Linked DNA regions of Zea mays: region 1 is linked to region 2. Evidence: chromatin contacts called from public Hi-C data. All regions are on one chromosome and are shown on one strand. The core of a region is the stretch at or near the end of the contact, and the rest is flanking DNA. Distances in the headings are between cores, read along the strand shown.

The links. A called contact is a pair of places that touch in the nucleus more often than the background predicts.
Region 1: a Hi-C map of ear shows a contact between it and region 2, with 2.4 times the contacts expected there. The contact joins the enhancer-like site here to the promoter of LOC100383909 in region 2. A contact is called at or near these places in 3 of 25 Hi-C or Micro-C datasets (ear, leaf and tassel).

The regions. Positions count from the first base shown.
Region 1 is chr5:146,608,006-146,612,004 of Zm-B73-REFERENCE-NAM-5.0, reverse strand. No RefSeq gene overlaps it. Among protein-coding and RNA genes, the nearest start is that of LOC103626993, 26 kb to the left of the region's middle. Within about 2 kb of position 1,889, at least 16 of the 20 cell types and tissues checked have an H3K27ac peak or open chromatin away from gene starts, as enhancers often do. A contact at or near this core is called in ear, leaf and tassel, where this site is marked.
Region 2 is chr5:146,503,725-146,507,557 of Zm-B73-REFERENCE-NAM-5.0, reverse strand. LOC100383909 reads right to left here and starts at 2,450. Exons shown (of 2, transcript NM_001176533.1): 1 at 2,284-2,450; 2 at 1,090-2,217. The coding sequence starts at 1,902. The coding sequence ends at 1,552.

The DNA of each region.
Region 1 (3,999 bases), core at 640-3,139, 110 kb before region 2:
TTCATGCATCAGGTAGAGTGAGTTGTGATCGATATGTCAAGTTATGAGGAATATTCGTACCGATACGGTATCCCTGTAAACATATAATAGAGACCTATCAATATCACTAAAAAATTAGATTAGTGTATGGCTGTCGAGATATTTGCCTATTATTCAAAATTCTATATTGATTATCTAGAAATAATATGTAAGATATTATAATGTTTGTTCAATATCAGTTCATTCTATTTGAGTCGGTGTATTTATAATAATATACATATTTATATCATCAATATAATATTAATGTTACAATGATATTATACACACAAATTTTGCATATCAGAGTGATGTTTGTCATTTTGTATCTATGTTTCATACAAATTTTTTACTGTTCTTATATGTATCGTCCTAAACTATAATGGCCTCTCTAATGTCACACGTACAATCCAAAGAATGGTTGATTTTGGTGAACTTCCAATCAATAATGTAGTAATATATAGTATCTATACATATAATCATCATGTGGACATGTATATATATTTATCCGGAGAATGGTTAGTTTTGGTAAACTTCCAAAGTACCATGGGGATCCTATAGCAGAAGAGTTAGCCAAAACACTCAACAGTTGGCCTTCATTGAACTATTATATCACTTGTTGTAAATATGTAAGTATGTGTTCATTTCAAATGTATTTATAAAAGGCACTTTGTTGCAATCCTAATGACTGTTATTTTGTAGGTTTTTATGCCATGGAAATTCAACGGATGCTACACATTTTTCGTAATCGATCATGGTAAAAAGCACGTAATTTTTATATACTTTACACCCACTTAAGATTGGTGTAAACACATGCCATACAAGAGGTTTGCGGAAGCAATTATCATGGCCTCAAAAAAATACAATTCGGTCTGGTGTTCCAATTGACTTAAAAGGGTATTTTCTCAATACCACGTTCTCAACAGTTTAAATTTTTTCTATGATAACCATTGTATATAATATAGTTGGCCAAACATTATTCTATAGGGTTAATACCAGCTACTTCGTTCTACAAGGTATGGTCATGTGGGGGAATGATATACGGATGGAATTTGATAGGGTGAGTGGAGTACGTTTGTTTCATGTTCAAACATACATTTTAGTTACATAATATAAATTTGACGTTTTGTTCTCTTATGTCTTTGTGTGTAGGATGCAAAGATTCTTCGAAGAAACTTTGTTAGTGATCTATTAAGTTATGAGGATAATTCGTGCCTATATGTCATCCCTGCAAATATACAACAAAGACTTATCAATATCGCTAAAAAGGATTAGATTAATGTACGGTTGTCGACATATTTGTCTATTATTAAAAAATCTATATTGACTCTTTAAAATAGTTTGTGCGATATTGATAATGTCTGTCACACAGATTCTGTATATTATAGTGAATAGATGGTGAGAGACTATGCACGAGACATGCAAATTAACAAGACTCATACAAGCGCGGAACAGTGTGCTGATGGAGCACAAGGGTAACACATGCTCAGGTCTTAACATGTTTGGCTTCCGAGCAAACTTTCTCCAGACCCCCAAGGAAATAGAAGATCTGATTAGATATGTGTCGATGCTTATCCCATCGTACTCCCGTTGCAACGCACGGGCACACACCTAGTAAAGATTATGAATACAAATTTAAAAGTTGTGCATCATGCTGGACCTTTTTGTTGTGTTGCATTTGAATTGAAGTTGGTATTCAAATTATGTTCAAAACTAAGTCAAATTTCTAATAAAGGAAAGGAATAGAAAATGAAATCAAGAAAATTCAAAGGAAAAAAGAAAGGAGAAATACCAGAATCGGCCCAAACAGACCCAACGCACAGCCCAGTCCCCTGCATTTGGCGCCGACACGTGGGCCCCACCCTTCGGCCACTCCATGAGCTCGTAGACTCAGGCGCTGTCCTATGGGCCCCGATGGTCAGCCCCCACGCCGACGACCAAAGGAACCCGGCGTGCCAACAAATGGCCCCACAAGCTCGATTTTAGCACCCGCTAACACTTGACGTTGTCCCTGGTCGTTGGACCCCACCGCTCAGACTCATCCCCGAGCTGTGAATCCACCGCACGTAACAGACCCCAAAAATCACCGGGGTTGTTGGATCCGCCAGTTGGGGGGTGTTACAGCCCAGGGCCTGACTACAAAATCATGCGTTGCAGAGCCCCTGCCCTCTATTTTTTCCCCCTACACTTAGTCACTTCACCGAGAGTACGAAGAGGGAGATCCCAAGCACCGCCTCGTGAGCACTTCGTTGGTGCCGTCACGGTCGAAAATAACGGCACAGAAGCCTCTACGACACGTGGGGTAAATGTGCGCGACATCATCAAGCCAAATTCTGGCTGGCTCTGGCAAGGATTCGTCATCGGACTTTGTGGGTGCAGTCGATTCGCCCCACAACGTCGCTGCGATATTCTGTCTCAGGATCACCGGTGAGTACCCATTCATCGTGTTCGCGTGGTCCTTCTCTTCGCCTAACACTAGTTGGATAGGTGATTGGAGATCAGAATCGCTGGACAGGGATTGCACCGGCGTGGTCTCCGCCGTAGAGGTAGGCACGCTGTCAGTGTTTTGGGTCCGACCGCGCACCCGGGGTTGCCCCTCGGAGTGCTTTTTGGAGTAGGGCGGTGTTACCGACTGTAGCTCGATGGTTCGCGCGGGATGCACGAGAGGCAGTGGACAGTTTTGTACAGGTTCAGGACACTTTGAGATGCGTAACACCCTACGTCCTGGCGTGAGTACTTTATGTGAAGGGTTACAGAGGAGCTCTCTGGTGTTATGGACGTAGAGAGACGGGCGGAGGGCTAAGTAATGAGATATCTGTAAGGAAAATGGACCCTAGGCCATTTGGCTAATTGAGTTTTGGTGTTTGATGAATAACACAATCCGTGAACTAATAAGTTTTCTAGTATTTGTGTTTGTAGTTCATAGGATGCAATATTTACTTGGACTAAGGAATTGAGGAAAGCAACACCTCAAAAGAAGACATTAAGAAGATCCAAGAAATGTCCAAGCGTGCTGCTGCGGACTGTCTGTGCGAAGGCGGACCGGACTGTCCGGTGCCCACACCGCTGGACTATCCGGTGCACCAGGGAACTCCAGCCCAATGGCTAGTTCCAGGTGGCACTCGAAGAGAAGACCACCAGACTGTCCGGTGTGAGCACCAGACTGTCCGGTGTGGAAAAGCCTGCGGCGCCAACGGTCACCTGCTCTGACAGAGCAACGGCTAGGCGCACTGGACAGGCTACAATGCGCTGTCCGGTGCACCACCGGACTGTCCGGTGCACCATCGGACTGTCCGTGTGCAGCAGAGAACTGCAGCTTTTCTCCAACGGCTATTTTGGAGTTGGGGCCTATATATACTTCACCCAACCGGCCATTTGAAGGTGTGGGAGCCCAAGCAACATACCAAGGCATATAGTGCACATTTCCAAGAGCTCAAACACCCAAGTGCTTAATAGAATCACTCGGTGATTAGCGTAGGTGCTTTGCAAAGTGCTTAGGTTAGTTAGACCGCTTTAGCGCTTTCTCTAGGGGAACCCTAGTTAGTTGAGTGAGTTTTGTAAAACCACACAACCCCTCGGCTCTTGCGTGAGTCGTTGTAATTGTACCGAGTGGGGCGAGAGTCTTGCGAGACCGTGACAACCGCGTTTGTGTCACGGCCGCCACCGTGTACCGGAGGGAACGAGGCCCGCGGCGTTTCGGCCAGAAGCTCGATAGTGGAGACGGCGAGGAGCGTCCGAGAGGAGCCGAAAGCGGAGCACCACTTGCACGTGGAGAAGGCCCGCGGCTCTCTACGGAGTTACTCGACCGTGGTGCTTGGCCCTCGCGTGGGCTTCCCTTTGCGTAGGGGCACCAACGAGGATTAGTCGGGACCTTGCGTGGTTCCGGATACCTCGGTAAAAATACCGGCGTCATCCATGAGAGTTTGCTTCTCTACTTTGCTCTTTAAGTTTCCGCATTTATATTGAGCATTTAAGTTTCAATCT
Region 2 (3,833 bases), core at 1,201-3,700:
GCAAAGTACTGGGCTGCTGACCCTGGCCTGAGCCCCTTGACCATGACTTCAATGACTATGTCATCTTGAACTGCTAGTGCTTGAGCCCATAGACGAAGGAACCTTCGGATGAATGACCGAAGGTATACATCCGGATCCTAAGTGCACTGAAACAGGGCTTGAGCAGTAACAAGCTTTGACTAGAAACCCTATCAGGTAGTTACAAGATTTTCTTTTAGCTTCTTCCACAAAGTGACAGTCCTTGGCTGAAGCGATGAATACCAATTCTAGGCCACATTCCTGACCGCCATGATGAAGGAATTCACCATTACTGCTGAGTTACCACCATATGAAGATATGGTAGCTTCGTAGCACATGAGAAACTGCTTTGGGTCAGTTAGACCATCAAACGTTGGTAGTGTAGGAGGTCTATACAATGGTGGACAGGGTGTCGCCTACAGCTCTGGTGTTAGTGGTGAAGCTTCGTCATAAATGAAATCTTGGAAGTTGAATGACTCATGACAAATATTGTCATGATTATGACCCTCATAGTTTTGATCCTTGTAATTGTATTGATCTTGCGCTTCAATATTGCGCATCTATTCAGCTGCTTCGTCAATCTTTTTTCTGAAGCTCAGAAAGACGAAGCATCTTCTCCCTGTGCCTCTCCATTTGCTAGTGGATTACTTCGAGGTTATTGATCTCTTGATCAAGCTCCTCATCATGTGGTTCTGGGCTAATGACCTTCCTCTTTTGGTTTCTTGCCTCCCTGAGGAGAACATCGTCCCCTTGATTGGGGTCCAAGGTCCTGAGGATAGAGCTGGTTGACGTTGCCTACTTTGGTGGCATGATGTAAGTTGTTGTGGTCATGGAATCACCGACGGTGGGCACCAATGTTGGTCACTTGTTTTCGATTGATAAAGGTATCAAAAAAGGCAACACAAGTTAGAAATATGAACCTTCGTCCACATGTTGTTACTTCTTCGAAGTAAGACCTTGAGGATGAAGGTTCTTAAGAGGAACTGTGAATGAAAGAATATCAAACCACAGGGTGATAGATGACAAAGTGCAAAAACTCATCTCTTATGCCTTAGCACTTTCATTCCATTTCCCTTCATATTAAATAAGTTTACAAACATACCTTCGGCTTCTTTGTGCAAGATAGCTTGAAGATACTTCGAAGGCTAAGTGGAACGAAGCTAAGGACCTTCAAAAAGGTGAATTTTTACACGGAATTGTTCATCTATTTATAGGGAAGACGAACAATCACTCATGAAATTACATGCATGCCCACGAAGCTTACAAATATGATTAACAAATAGTACAGGGGTAATATTGCCTTTTCCCTTTCTTTCTTGTCTCATAAGACTTTTGCTTCTCCCCCTTTGCTACCTCACGCTTGATCCTTTCTTTACGTCGAAGCCAGCAACCTTCGACCGACGTCCTTGCCGCGCATATATACAGACAAATCTCTTCTATTCATTGCTTCGGTCAAAGCCCAACTTTGTCCGCTCTTTACCGCATACCCGAAACACATTTGCATATAGCAAGGTAAAGGCATTTTGAGGATCTTCAGTAAGCTAGGCTCCCAACAGGAAGCATCTGACTTGTGATCGTCGAGCAAGCAATCGATGCCACCTCCTCAATGGCGGCATGGGCACATCGATAACCCATGAGATCTAGGAAGCCAATGTGTAAGCCTTCTTGACGATCCCCCACTCCTCTACTTCGACCTCTCTTGCTCTGGTCACCTCGAGAGGAGGACAGAGATCGTCGGAGCACTACTCCAAAGTGGTCCCAACTGTAGGGGCCAGTAGCATCGCGAGAGCCACCCTCTTCGCACTCGGAGGTGGAGGAGTCGGGGTGGCAGAGGTGGCAAAACCGCCGACGCAAGGGCGCCACCGGGCTCGCTTGAAGGGACATCAAGGCACAATGACACTCTCGCCACCTCGACCTCTCCCAAGTGGCTCGCCTTCACCGCACTCAGGGACAAGGAACCTAAGGGAGGTGGAGGCAGCAAGGCACCGAGCGCGCCCACCACAGAAGCATCGCCTGGCCTGTAGGCCCTCCGATCATGATGGTGGCACGACCGTTGACACAACTTCCCCCGAGTGGCTCAGCGCGACCGTGCCACTCGGATATGCCATCGGCACCAACGGCGCGGGCGCCGATGAAGGAAAAGTGCCTTCCCTCGCAGCACGAGCCGCGTCCTTCATCGTTTTGTGTGATACATACAAACTAAAGGAATGGCGGGTAAGGACCCAGAAACAATGGCAGAGAGGAATGGAAAAAAACACTACTCACCAGGAAGAGCGCGCCCGGACAAAGGGCATCCTCTATGCAAAAGGGTCCACCGCCGGTGAAGGCTCCGACGATGCCCCTTCAGGACACCTGACCGACACCGCAGATGCGACAGACGTTGTGGGTGTGGGAGATGCTGCTGTCATGGCAGGACAATTCGCCCATCGACGCCAATGCCACGGATCTGCCACAGGACGTGGAGGTCATGTCCTACATATCGGTGGAGGGGATAATACTCCTCCTCAGGTCGGCCTAGTGGGTGGCACGGTCCACCCATGCATGCATGCCATCGAGTCGGTCCAGCCCATTCTAAGTCTATTTGTGTCATGTCTGAGCTCCTGGATGGACACATGGGCCGACATGGCACGGATCGGGGCCAAAACAGGTCGTGCCTATCTCGGCACTGTTCATATTGGGACTAAGCGGGCTTAAGCTGTACCCATGTCGGGTTGCCCATTTGGACATCTATAATGAGGAAGAGAGAAAAGATGACACCAACTAGTGTACTGCTAGAATTATGTTCAAAAGAGCCCCAACTAGAATATATCTTTTGCCCTTTTCCTCTTCTCTTTCTCCTTTTGTTCTTTCTTTGGAAAAAGGGACTTCCTTGAATGCCAAGTTTGGTATAGTAATTATATAAAGTCTTGATAAGGGAAGAGATGAGCTTCCTTTATAGCCGCATAGGGTGGTTTTTGTGGCTACATAAGGTGGACTGATGGAGTGATGGTAGAGCAATGTTGTTAATCCCATCAGTGGGCACATGTTGTGCATTACCTTCTAACTATATAATGGTCATGGGAGTTCAGTTTATATAATATTCCATCCATCCCAAAAGAAACATAAATCTTGACTGGTTTTATAGAAGACAATAGCTACCTTCGTATCTTCAATTAGGTTTATTATAAAAATATATGCTTTGATTAGTCTAATGACAATTATTATACATCAATATATTTTTACATATATTTAGTTAAAATGTAGAATATTTGACTTTCTCGGAAGACATGGTTTACATTCTTTTAGGAAATAAGGTAGTCAGCTAATGTCCGTTGTATTCAGACCTTTGCGATTTGATGAATCATAAAAACCATATCCTCCTGTGGGCAATCAGAGGAGGTGAATGATTGCCGAAGCTTAAAAATAATTATAACACCTCCAAATCACAAGACCAATTTAATACACGTTTATAAATCTGGACAGATTGTTGTTACGTTAATAAAAACGTTGCTGAGCAAAATCCGTAACTCCGATCGATATCAAAATTTCACAGACTGAACTAGATACGATTATGAATCAAACCCAACTGGAATCAGGTCGATCAGACTTCCGGATCTAAAGTTATAAATGAAATAATCTTGCTGTTCCAGAGAGTGACGAGAATTGCTCAACCGCATGGGCCACGACTCAGCTCCCCTTGAGCCGACCTGGCAGACGGGCCAAGCTGGGCTTCCACCGCATGGGCTGCCGCGCCCTGGCCTCGCTTGAACGTCGCCTCACCTCAGCGTCCTCACAGACCGCTCCACAGCTGCCATTCTCCATAAAAAGCTGGCTCG